4 separate regions of the Mus musculus genome follow, and all the other regions are linked to region 3. The links are chromatin contacts, called in public promoter capture Hi-C maps. All regions are on one chromosome and are shown on one strand. Each heading gives the region's core, a stretch centred on a gene start, on an enhancer-like site or on the middle of the called end of the contact. The rest is flanking DNA. Distances are from core to core; before and after follow the strand shown. Region 1 holds the start of Npas3 (neuronal PAS domain protein 3). Region 2 overlaps Npas3 (neuronal PAS domain protein 3). Region 3 holds the start of Sptssa (serine palmitoyltransferase, small subunit A). Region 4 holds the start of 1700030L22Rik (a long non-coding RNA gene).

Region 1 (2,873 bases), core at 97-2,596, 1.4 Mb before region 3:
AGCTGCAGTGCCCAGGCCCTGAGTGCCAGATGGGAAGAGGGTACCAGAATGGGAAACCACCACTCCCCACCACCACCCAGCCGCAGCAGTAGCAGCAGCAGTTGCAGGAGTAGCAGCAGCAGCAGCAGCAGCCGCTAAGCTGGGCAGGGGCTTTGAGTGTGGGACATTAGCAGAGCTCTGTGTCCCTCAAGGGCTGCATCCGCCTGCTTCTCGCATCTCTGCTCCTGCTCACCAGCCAGAAGACAGGGGGAAAAGTGGGCAACCCGGGTCCTGGGGAGGGATGGAGGGAAACAATCAACTCCCACTCCCCCAACCCTAGCTCAGTGAAACCCAGTGCAAGTCTCACTAAAAAGGCGCATCCAAACTGTAAGGATCTCTCTTCACCCCCTAATGAAAGGCAGGCGTCACAATGTGAAGTAACAGGAAGGCGCGAGGAAATAAATGCACGTGTTTTCTCTTTTTGTTTCCTTGGTGTTTGGAATTCGCAGAGTTCTTTTCAATTGTGGCTACTAATTTATTCGTTTCCTCGGTCAAAGGGGGGCGTTAAGAGATGGATCATAGCGCAAACTAAGATCTAGCTGAGACCCCACCTCACAAGTTTCCCAAGACCAACTCTTCCGCTCACCAGGAGCGGGAAGAGCCCTTTCTTTTAAGCGACCCAAACTCTCCATTGTACAAAAGCGCCAACCCCCCGCCCCGCACTCCGTCGCCTTTGCAAACCACCTCTCCTAGATAACTATCAAGTTCTCCAGGAACCCAACTTGCGCTTGGTCACATTCGCTCTGCTTAATGTGGAGAATAGTGTCAAAGAGGGGTCCAGGCTGAAACGGGAGGCTCTGACGCCCCATTCCTACACCCGCGGGCTGGGATCCTGGTTTCTGGCAGCCTCGGAAGGCTGAAGCCAGCCCGGATGGTGGTTATTTCTCCAGAGAAAGGAGGAGAAAGAGCGCACCACAATCTTGCACTTTGGGTCGGAAGTGCGCGGTGTGTGTGTGTGTGTGTGTGTGTGTGTGTGTGTGTGTGTGTGTAGAAGAGGGAGGGAAAACGCACCCTCCACTGCTCGTTATTCCCTTGCACCGGCCAAGCGCTCGCCAAGCCTCCCGGTGCATCCTTCCTCCTTCACCCCCTCCTCCTCTCAGCTGGGCTCGCGCGGCGCTGCTGGAGCAGCCAGTGAAAGCAACATCCTGGAAAGAGGGGGGAGCAACAGTGCCCCCCAAAAGGGAGAAAAGGCCCCACCCTGACACGTTTTGCTGTTTGCAAGTCCCTCGCACACCCCCCGCACCTCCTCCTCGCCACCCCCCCCCACCTCAGCCCGCTGCGCGCACATCAAAGCGCCTCTCCGCCGCGCACAGTGGCCGCGGCTCACTAATGGGATTGCAGGCTGGTGCCTGGCTCCGCTGCTGCCGCCGCTCGCGCCGCTGCTGCCGCCGCCGCCCGAACCCGAGCCCGAGCCCCCGCCAGCCCGAGCCCAGAGCAGCCGCGCCTGGGGCTCCAAGCCGCGGCGATGATCCGAATCTTTCCGGATTTCAGCGTGCAGGTGACGGCCGCGGCGGCCGGCGGGGCAGCCGCTGGGGTACCGGCCGGTGCGGGCATGGGGAGGGCCGGCGCCGCGGCCAACGGCACCCCGCAGAACGTCCAGGGCATCACCTCCTACCAGCAGCGGTGAGTAGTCCCGTCCGAGCTGGGATAGTGCCCCCGTCTCGGGTACTGGGGTGGGACTCACTTTGCTCTTGTTTTGTGCCTTACAACACACATGCACCTCGTCAGGGCTTACTTTGCCTGCCCCTGTGCTATAGAAGGAGGGGGGGGGGGATACACAATCCGAATTGAAAAGCACTCTAGTGCACTGGCGAAGTGAAGTCATCCTTTGCCCTCTGCCAGGCCCCGAACGTTGAGCCTCAGCCCCGAGTAGCCAGAGAGTTCCAGTCAAGTCTGAGACGCTGCAGGAGATGCTTTTGCAAAGTTTGGGCTTCCTGCCCCCTTTCAGCAAAATGTTCTCAATGCCTCCGCGGGTGCGAATCCGCGCTGACGGACAGCCAGGGGAGCAATTGATCATCGGAGGCTGATTGATCATTTGTTTCCAAATAGGACAGAGACGATTTTCATGTGCAGAGATAGACTTGCGTTTCTACCTAATAGTGTGAGATCCTGTCACCTGTTACTACAGGGAATACAACGTGAAATCCGAATCTCTTAGGCGCTGTTAACTATCTTAAACGCATTATGATGCAAATGGATGGGATTCCGAGATCCAAGTTAGGAAGCAAATTTTACAAAAGTTAGGCTTGGTGGTGAAAGGGAAGTTTTAATATAGAAATTGTTTTTAGTTTTCTAAAGATAGTCTCTAGATTCAAAATAATTGTCATTAAAACACTGAGCAACCTTTGATTGAGGAAGGAAATAAAGAGAAATTTACCATCAACAGCTTTCTAACCCTAAAGTTTTCCCTTTAAGGATAACTTTCGATGTTCTAAGATTTTATTGAAAATGGGATTCACAAAATCGCTATGAGAAAAACTAACAATATAATCAAAAAGGTAAACTCTCTATTCATGAGGCTCAATTTTATGGTAGATGGAAGAAAAAAAAGCACATGAGAGTGTGAAATTAAATATTTGTGTTTCCCAGATTGTACACGATTAAACATCTGAGAGATTTGCCAATGGCATTTAACTTAAAATATACATAATGCATAATTCAAATTCCCATTTTACCTCATCTTTGAAACTTCATTGATTTGAGAGCCTTTGGTTTGAAACAATAGTATTTAAACTGCAAAGGTTACAGTAATCTGTCATTGCTATGTTTTGTGCCTTCTAACCAATGGCCCAGTGACCAGATTTTGCCTAACACAGTATTTTCCAAGTTCATGT
Region 2 (2,988 bases), core at 3-2,502, 1.4 Mb before region 3:
CTTAGTGGTGGGCTTGACAATAGAGCTCTCCATGACCTCTGTCTTACGTTCGTGGAATTTAGGCCATGTTTGAGTAGATGCTCCAGTGCGCTGTAGAATCTGTTGGGCTTTGCTTTCTAGTCGGTAACCTGCAGGACAGACATCCACACAACACAAGCACCACAGCCAGGGACTGCTTAGGAGGATTCGCCTTGCCTGCCGTGTTAGCTGTTCCTACGCAAATCATAACCCCCAGTGTTTCCTGCAGCATTTGTCTAATGCCAAAGAGACACGTTTTGTCTAGAAAACAAAAACTTCTGTTAGACTTTTAGCTTCTTTTAGACTTGACTTTCTTTTGGAATTTTCGGTGGAGGCTTTCTGAGGAAGTTTTTGGGTTTTTTTTTTTTTTTTCCACGTTTATTTGCTTGTTTCTACATATGTCCATGAAAGATTGTATTTATTGAACAAATGAAATGGAACTAAACTCCCAAGAGAGGGCATGCCATGGAAGAGGAAAGAAATCAGAGGCTGAGATCGGTCTCAAGGGCTCACAGGAGGACAAGCAGTCAGCCTACGTGTGTTTCACAAGGATGCTCAGGTCTTAGAGTCGGGGCCTGGATGTCAGCAGCTGAGTCTCCATAATGCATGGGAAGGATCTAGGAGAAGCTTTACGGTTCTGTCACAGCATGGCTGGTGAGAGAAGGTGGACGGTCGTGATCAAGGGCAGATGGCTGTGAGTGAGGCATCAGTCAGAAAGTCCACAGTGCTTCATGATTGACGTGAGTTAACCTGTCATTCAGAGAGGGCATAGAGTGGGCATTCTCACAGATACCTGAGTGGACATGGAATTCACCGGGGATTCTGAACTCTGTGGAATGCCACGCCCTTTCAGATTGCCACTGTGTAGCGGTAGTTTGGGGACCTCACTTTCAGAGACACGAGCAGGGGGCTCTGAGTTGACATCGCTCACTTGCGTTTGTATGATTTGCAGGGAGCATAAGAGCCACGGGCTTTCCTCCCCACAAATGTGCCCACACTTAAGCTTATGTTTTAGGAAAAAGGTAGGAATGTTCAGAAGTCTTAACCCGGGTTCCGCTGAGAAACGCATATGCTAATAAGGAGAAAGGGGAATGTGTTCTGTTCAATAGAAAATATTTTGGCTAGACTACCGGGTGCCTACCTTGCAAGGAATCACAGATATTTGGCATGTTCAGAAAAGCGTTGGACGGGGCTGATTTGTTCTGACCATCAGGAAGCTGTGGAGCCAGGACCCGGGGAGCCGTCTGTTTGCACTGGTTTATGGTGCTGAGGTCAGTGGAGAGGGAGGGTTTTGTTTCCATGACTGCATGTCAGTATATTTTTAAAATGTGACCTCCATCTAAAGGTGATACTAACAATAATCAATTCATACATGATTTTGAAATATTATTTGGTGGGGGCCCAGGTTGGAACTATCATCTTGAGGGGGCTACTGAGTCGTGGGCTCACCAAGTTTGTGGTGGCACTGCCGAGGATTGAGGGCAGGGTCGGACATTTTTTTCCAGCCGGCCTGTGGGAATGCAGGTCTCCCCTCCAGAGTGGATATGATTTTACTCGATTTTTTTTTTAAGGTGGAGAAATGAATGGGGCATGCATTCATGTTTTTCACCTAGGCCAAGTGGAAGACTTTGCAGTGATGTAACCCATTAGGCTAGAGAAGCTTTTCTGTGCACTGCCCCGCAGGGCCGAGAGTAAGTTATGAATGCCGCACTGTTCTCAGCCCAGAGGGCCTTGCCGGGAAGAGAGCGGTGTGCCTGGGCCCCAGCTATTGAGAAGATGCCAGTCAGGAATGAAAACGTCTTTCATGAAACTATAGCTAACTTCCCTGTGACACATTACCATAAAGCAGGGATATTTTAAAAACCAACAGTCTGAAAATACACACAATACTTCATAAAAGTCGGAAGGCTTTATGTTCGAGGGTGCATGTTGAGTGACTTAAAAATAGACAGGTTTGTGTCAGAATGCTTTTGAGGGAATTGTTCTAAGTAGCTTTCCTCCTCGCTCCCTCTGTCTGTTCACAGCTCTGGTTTCTTTTGCCTTTTGGTTGAAATTACAAAAGATGTCTTCTGAGACAAACGCTGGCCCATGACATCAGGACGAAGGAATGCTCGGCCTGGCCCAGCGTGTGTATAGCATCAGCTGCTTAACAAAATGTTACATTTTCCAGGGTGGATTTAAAAATTCCGGAGGATCCCTGAGTGTAGGGGCTGAGTTCAGACAGACTGTTACAGGAGCTCTTGTTAGAGGCATGCCAAAATGAGAATTTTTTTTTACGTTAATATTACAGACTTCCTACTCCCCTCCCCCGAAACAGAAAAATGTACTGTGGTCTGTATAAGACATATGATAAAAATTGATGGCTGTAACCACAGTAGGCTAGCATAGAATTTTAAATTTTGAAAAAATTATAGATGTTACAGATGTAAATTTGAATACTAAATTTTTGATTTGTTTTTTGAGTTAAATTTTGTGGACTTATATAACTCATATTCAGTGAGAATACATAAAATAATTTTAATTACTCTTTATTATTGTTAGGTCTTACCAGGACTTAATTTGGAACATTCCATATCATTTCCTGTATTTGGAGAGCACATAAACAGTTTGACCATAGTTCAGCATATGCATAAAATATTTATTTTTAATTTTTAACTGTGAATATCCAGTTAAAGTTCGTTATTGTTATTAATCTCTACTTCTACATCAGCAGAAGAAAATGGAAATTCTTGAAAAATTTGCAACAAGTACAAGTTCAATAAAATACATCAAGATGTCAATATATAAACAGTTCAAATCAGAAATCAGATGTAAGACATCTTTCATTTGGTGATTTATTGCCAATATATGTAAAAGTTATTATAGGAACTATATGCTGCTAGATTCTATTAAAGTATAATTAGAGAAACTAAGCATTTTGGTAAAGCCGTGTGTACCAAGAACAGTCTGAATGGATCAAAGGATTTCTTC
Region 3 (3,097 bases), core at 134-2,633:
AGGGGTACACAGAGAAACCGTGTTTTGAATTAATTAATGAATTAATCAAAAGATTACCTGCTACTATTGAAAAGTTCCAATTAGGCATAAATTTAAATATAGATGTTATCTGACCTACAAAATCCAAAGAGCAAACTGAAGCTACAAATAAACGATTCGGAAAATCAGGCTTTCTTAATCCGGAGCCCCAAATATACATTCTGGTTATTAAACTTTAGGTTAGGAAATAATTGCTCACAGTAATAGTCTTGCAAGACGCTAAAATTTTTCAAGAGTCAGCTCCAAATAACCTCATGCTATTTCCACACCAGCACCCTTGAAAAAGCTTGCAAAGAAGCTCTACCTCAGTCCTAGGAACGCGTTTGTGAAGTTGTTCCTAACAAAGCTAAACCACAAGAAGCTGAGCGGATGAAATAAGCATGTGATGTGGTATATTCTTTTTATATTAAGGAAAGGAGAAGTGGAGCGTTAAAAGAATGAATTGCTAGTATTTCGTCGACACGGAAATCAGAGGATAGCGGCATAGACATTGGGCGAAAACAAACATCAGGCTTCACAACCTTGAGCTATTCGCTGGAGCTGTTAAAATTAGGCAAGATAACATACACACAAAGTGCTCAGCAAAGTCATCACTCAACAATTCTTAACCGGTGATAAACTAAACAACAAAGCACAGTTTGAAACCCCAGCAAAGTCTTTTCTGGGCACAGCTTGTACCTATGATGCAAAGAAGTCATAAATATAACACACTTTTAAAACTGCCATTTTGAAGCCCAAAAGGCCTTTCAGTAACTTACAAACTGCTTTCCAAAACTGTGTGGGAGTGTCAAGACCACGTACTCACAACCTGGTGAACTGGTTAGAGTTCTATCGCTCCAAATCAGGAATAGCTAAGGGTTAAAGACGCCCAAGCCCGGAGCGATTTGCAGCAACCCTGCCTCAAAGAATACTGAAGGATCAAAAGCAGGCGCGGCCGAAGCGGGACAAGGAAGCACCAGGGGAGACGTCGCCCTCCCGACTGCTTGCAGAAATCAGGATGCCTCCACCTTGGGCAGGGGAATTGCGTACAAGACCCGGATCTCCGCGGTTCCACCTCCCTTGACCCCAAGACACCCCCCCACCCCCTTCCAACCCGGCGCGCGCACCCCTCCACGCCCCAGCCAGGCCAGGACACACAGGATACTGAACACGGTTCGCTCCCAGGGCTCCAGCATGTAGAGCGCAGTGACCAGCAGGTACTGGTAGTAGAACCAGGACATCTGCTTCCATGCTCGCGCCAGCGCCATGCCCGCCATGCGCCTCCCGCGGTGTAGCAGCGTCAGGCGGGCCCGCGGCCCGCTCACCTCCTAAAGCCCCAGGCCTTGGGGCCCGCCCGCCACCACCCTGCGCCCATTGGTCCTGCCGAGCCTGCGCGTCACCGTGTACGCCCAACCCCGCGCGCACCCGAGCGGCCACCGCCGGCTCCTCCTGGCTTGCGCTTATTGGCCAAGCGGCCACTTCGTGTGCTCCTGTCCCGCCCCGCGCCTCGCCCGGAGCGAGCTCCCCAGCCCTGGGAAACGGTCTGGGTTTAAGTGCTAGTTCTGCATCTCCACGCGCACGCATGGCGGTTGCAAGACCGGCTTCAGTCCCCACTGGTGTCCATGCGAGATGGTGCCCTTAAGAGGCCGGATCCTTCAGACCAGCCCAGAAGGATTCCTTTAGAAACCAGTGTATGTAATCTCTCTCCTACCTCATGAATCCCTTCTGGGCCAAGAGATGATAGGGCTGGGTGAGAATGCTACTAAAGAGTCGGGCATGCAAATAAACAGTGCCTTGTGCAAGAGGGAATGCGGGGGTCAAAGAGAATGTGGATGCCAAATGACACCCAGCCAAGAAGATGTTGAAAACTGTAGAAGTAATATGTTCATCAGCTCTTCCCTTCCTCCGAGCACATGCGTGAAAACAGACCTATCTAGGATGCGCGCGCGAGTACACACACACACAACACACACACACACACACGCACTAGTATTCCCTAACCTAAAGACAAAAGAATTGGCCATAGACAGTTGCCAATATTTCTATGACTACACTTAGAAAACAACCATGTAGGTCACAATCAAGAGAAGTGCACTTGATCTAGTGGGTTCTAAAGACAGCTTGAGGTCAGCATGTGATCTGTCTCCTAAAGATTCACTCCTATGACCTGCAGCAGTACCGGCTGTATTCCACTCCTCTAAAGCCCATGCACTGTGTGCTTGTGAAATGACATAATTAAGTAGCCTGCAACTCACATGTCTAAAAGTTTCAAACCTGCTGCTTTAAGCTTTAAAACCTTTCCAGGTTGACAGGTATTAACTTAAATTCCTTATGCTCCTTACGAGCAAAGACCTTACAAACAACAATAGACTTGAGATCTGCTTTCACAAGGTGCCTAGTCATTTTATTTTATTTTATTTCGTCTTGTAGGTTACAGAACATCACGGAGGGAAGCCAAGCCAGGAACTCCAGGCAGGAGATTGAAGCAGAAACCACAGAGGAATACTGCTTAGGAGCATGCTCTTTCTGGCTTGCTCAACTTGCTTTCTTAAACGGCCCAGACCCCACTTGCCTAGCAATGGCACTGCCCACAGTAGGGAGGACACGCCCACCATAGACCAATCTCATGTTCCTCAGCTAAGGTTCCCTCTTCCCAAGTGATTCTAGTTTTTTGTGGAAATGAAAAACAAAAACAAAAATAACTTAACCAATATACAGGACCTCACTATGTAGTATAGGCTGGCCTCGATCTCAAAGTAATTCACCTTTCTCAGACTCCTTCGAGCTACGATTACAGGTATGCACCAACCACACCGAGCCTGGACTCATCTTTCAGACACATGATGGTAAGAAGTAAGCTCAGAAACCAAGCTGGATCTGAGCTGGAAGTTTCCTTCTTGCTAGATATCTCCTCCCCACGGCCCCCTTCCAGACAGGGTTTCTTTGTGTGGCCTTGGTTGTCCTAGAACTTGCTCTGGACACCAGCTTAATCAGTCTCAACCAGGCTAACCTCAGACTCACAGAGTGCCAGAATTAAAGGTGTGCACCACCCTTCCCTGGCTGCTGACTACCTTTCATT
Region 4 (3,332 bases), core at 632-3,131, 1.3 Mb before region 3:
ATCCTATATATGTAACATAGTACGTAGAAATATAAAGGTTAAAAATACCTACTATCCTACCTCAAAAAATATGACCACTTAAAATTGGTGATAATTTCCTAGTTTTTAAGATACATTTATATTTTTAAAATGTGCTTTAACTCTGCTCAATGATCTTAATATGTTGTTTTTAAAAAATTTACCTGATGTGATTTTTTTGCATCAAGGTAGAGTTGCAGAGTGTATAATTGTGTATCACATCATGGATAAAGTTTCATACTTTAAAATGGCTTTGATGTTTTTGTTTTTCATGAAAAGACACTGCCTTCTGTATATCTGAACAGATTTTTTCCCCCACTTACTACATTTGCCTCAGACAAATCAAGAGAGAGGACTATGCGTGAAAGTGTGCATTGTCCAGCTGTCCCTCAGAATTGTTGTCATCCTGTTTCCAAGGCGACAACAGCCTGAAACTGTCACAATAAGCTCAAACTGTAAATAAAACCAGTTTCAAGGTTTTTTCTATACGTACAACTGGTGAAGAGGAGTCTCAAGAAAGATCACCTGAAGCTTCCCTGCAGGACTAGTCGTGTTATCTTCCCGTCCTCTGGGAGACAGATGCCAGTTAAAAAGCATGTATTAAAAAAAGTCACAGTCTCGTTTAGGATAGGCAAAGAGATAGAAATGTCTTTGAGTTAATATTAAAATGCGCACTGTTATGTCATTTAGGGCAAGATAATGAGATGCACATTATGATGGAGATACAGGCAACATATGAGAGAATAGAGTTTATGTTTCTATAATATTGTGTTTTTTGTGCCAATATAAAAACATAGCTATAGAGAGATGTATGTGTGTATAATTAGTGTTGCCAATTAAAAATATCCACTCAAATTATAATAAAAATTTAGATACCATTCATTGGATCTAATTTTCTTTGGACCTAATCTTAAAATGATGATCACAAACTGGTGTGAAAAGTCACCATTATCATCTCTATAACTCCACATAGGATATTATTCAACCATATAGGCCAAAAGCTTAATGTATAGGAATAATAGTATGTCAGGCTTGTTCTTTGTAAATAACTAAACCTGTTCAACTGTGAAACAATTTTCCTATTTTAACCTCTTGAGTTATGACACTTACTCCTAGATTTTGGTGTTTTGTTTTTTGGGTGTTTTTGAAAATAACTTTCATTTTTTTATTATTTGGATAATTTTGTATATCCTATATTAGGTTCATTTTAATGTTTATCTATCTATCTATCTATCTATCTATCTATCTATCTATCTCTATGGTAACTGGTTCATATTTATTGAGAAGCTACTCCATTTTATTTTCATTCAAAATTATTTTGTCTGTTTTTTTCAAAGTTGATCACCAAACATCTGTACACACACACACACACACACACACACACACACACAAACACACACAAAGCACTGCATTGTTTCTAATTATTCTGATCAGAATGTATATACCAATATTATATGCCAATAAAACACATGATTTTTGAACAGAGAAAATTATGAAACCAGTATTCAAAGAATAATAGAGCAGTAGCAGGCAATTACCAGTGACCCTCCAGAGGTTGGTGAATACAGGCTTTTGATTTTCTATATAAAGGGGCACCTCTGCCCAGTAGAGTGGTGCAGCAGTCTGGGCTGCTCCCTGCAGCACAGGCTGGTGTCTCCCCCCGCCCCCACTGTGTTTGTTGACACTAAGGAGTCCTCACAAGTGCTGAGTGTCTCAGGGGAGCTTGTAATCCAGACCTGCAGTGGTCTCTAATAGACAGGGAAGGAAACAGTGAGTTGATCAGAGTAGTTGTGAGAAGCACACACATCCTGAAGGCAGAGATTTCAGCGTTGCTCTGTGAAACCTCTGTACCTGCTTGTTGATAAATTCAGAAGGAAGATGGTGAGAAAAGTCCTGGATTGTATTTCTGAAATTCAGACTCTTGCAAGGTGAAGCATCGCATATAATGTCTTCATCTGTTTTTCTAGTTTGGGGTACTGGGAAGAAGGAGGTTGACTGAAGATTCAATGCTAAAGCAAAGATGGCTTTACAGTGGGAATTACAGCCAGTAAAAAGAAGATGAAAATAAGTAAAACATAAACTAATATTTGACCAATAAAAAGAAGGGTGGATATAGGTTTTAACAGTTCTTTGGAAATCAGAGTATAAAGTAGAGGTTTTAATCAGAAAACTGGATTGTGGCAGAGGATTATGAGCAATTCTTGGCTCAAGGACTGGTTAGAAGTACTTACAGTAAGGGATTTGCTCTTCTCTCAGAAAGAAACTGTGATTCAATTTAAAAACACCATGAGCATTCACCACATAGCTCATAGGTCAACATGTTATGTGTACACACACACACACACACACACACACACACACACACACACTTATAGGGTATAAACATATACACAGACACATATTTGTAAATTCAAATGTGCATCTACATATATCCAGGAAAAACATATTAAGAATGTTAAAGAGGTTTTTCTAGGTAGTCCAAATTTGAATTTTTAAAAAAATCTTTCTGATCTGTACTTTCATGTCTTTCAACATTAAACATCATTCTTTTGAATATGGAAATGGTACTTAAGAAATATTTATAAATATAAAATAAACATACAGGTAGAAAGTATTTTGCTGTGGAAGGAGTAACTCGGCAGACATAGTTGGAGCCACAGTGGGAACTGAGGAGGCGGTGGAGGCTTAGCTACTCTGCTTCTGCATCTTTGCCTAGGGAGACCTCAGAACACTGCAGGTTTTCCTTTGAAGATAGCCTGCCAAGAATCCGAAGAATGTATGACTTGTCTTCAGAATAATCTCTCAGATGATTGAGGAAACAGTGGAACACTTGGCTGTCCTCAATGTTCTTCTAAATAAGGGCAGAATTTGTTGGTCAGGTGGAAGCTATATACAGCTAGATTGGCTACTTGAGGATAGAAGCATATTTAAATATTTTATTTATTAAAATAATTTATTATCTTAAATTCTATTTATTTAGTATTTATTTATTTAGTGTGTGTGTGTGTGAGTGTGTGTATGTGTGTTTGCACTCTTGAGCATTGAATCTCTCCTCCCATTATGTGGATTTTGGGGGTCAAACTCAGGTTCTCAGGCCTGGTGACAAGTGCCTTTACCCACAGAGCCATCTCACTGGTCCCGTAGGCGCCACTGTCTTGAAATCCTAACTGGCAAGATGTTTTAGGTTCTCCAATGCAGAACCAATAAACCAATAGCTGCGGTCCACAATAGATAGTCTAAAGACAGGAACGTGATGCTGTGACTTGACTTTAAAGCGGTTGGCCTGGCATTCAGCTGACTGTATATTTGTATAA

Evidence for each region. Promoter capture Hi-C pulls out the DNA fragments that hold promoters and counts their contacts.
Region 1: a promoter capture Hi-C map of hippocampal neurons shows a contact between it and region 3, with 11 times the contacts expected there. The contact joins the promoter of Npas3 here to the promoter of Sptssa in region 3. A contact is called at or near these places in 3 of 39 promoter capture datasets (cranial neural crest, embryonic stem cells and hippocampal neurons), 5 of 115 datasets of contacts at active chromatin or transcription factors (astrocytes, embryonic forebrain, embryonic limb bud and 2 more) and 1 of 9 other capture datasets (pancreatic islet).
Region 2: a contact with region 3 is called in a promoter capture Hi-C map of second pharyngeal arch cranial neural crest, with 3 times the contacts expected there. The contact joins the enhancer-like site here to the promoter of Sptssa in region 3. A contact is called at or near these places in 6 of 39 promoter capture datasets (the 3T3-L1 cell line, the HPC-7 cell line, cranial neural crest and 3 more) and 2 of 115 datasets of contacts at active chromatin or transcription factors (the NIH/3T3 cell line and embryonic stem cells).
Region 4: a promoter capture Hi-C map of hippocampal neurons shows a contact between it and region 3, with 3 times the contacts expected there. The contact joins the promoter of 1700030L22Rik here to the promoter of Sptssa in region 3. A contact is called at or near these places in 2 of 39 promoter capture datasets (cranial neural crest and hippocampal neurons) and 1 of 115 datasets of contacts at active chromatin or transcription factors (astrocytes).

The regions. Positions count from the first base shown.
Region 1 is chr12:53,247,086-53,249,958 of GRCm38.p6, forward strand. It overlaps Npas3 (neuronal PAS domain protein 3), which reads left to right and starts at 1,347. Exons shown (of 12, transcript NM_001370962.1): 1 at 1,347-1,662. The coding sequence starts at 1,505.
Region 2 is chr12:53,290,984-53,293,971 of GRCm38.p6, forward strand. All of the region lies in intron 1 of Npas3 (neuronal PAS domain protein 3), which reads left to right. Gm51419 (a long non-coding RNA gene) reads left to right here. Exons shown (of 2, transcript XR_003950183.1): 1 at 1-2,988. Among named protein-coding and RNA genes, the nearest start is that of 1700030L22Rik, 25 kb to the right of the region's middle. Within about 2 kb of position 1,253, at least 104 of the 459 cell types and tissues checked have an H3K27ac peak or open chromatin away from gene starts, as enhancers often do. A contact at or near this core is called in second pharyngeal arch cranial neural crest, where this site is marked.
Region 3 is chr12:54,655,189-54,658,285 of GRCm38.p6, forward strand. Sptssa (serine palmitoyltransferase, small subunit A) reads right to left here and starts at 1,384. Exons shown (of 2, transcript NM_134054.2): 1 at 1,184-1,384. The coding sequence starts at 1,295.
Region 4 is chr12:53,315,258-53,318,589 of GRCm38.p6, forward strand. It overlaps 1700030L22Rik (a long non-coding RNA gene), which reads right to left and starts at 1,882. Exons shown (of 2, transcript XR_003950182.1): 1 at 1-1,882. The region is part of intron 1 of Npas3 (neuronal PAS domain protein 3); the gene reads left to right.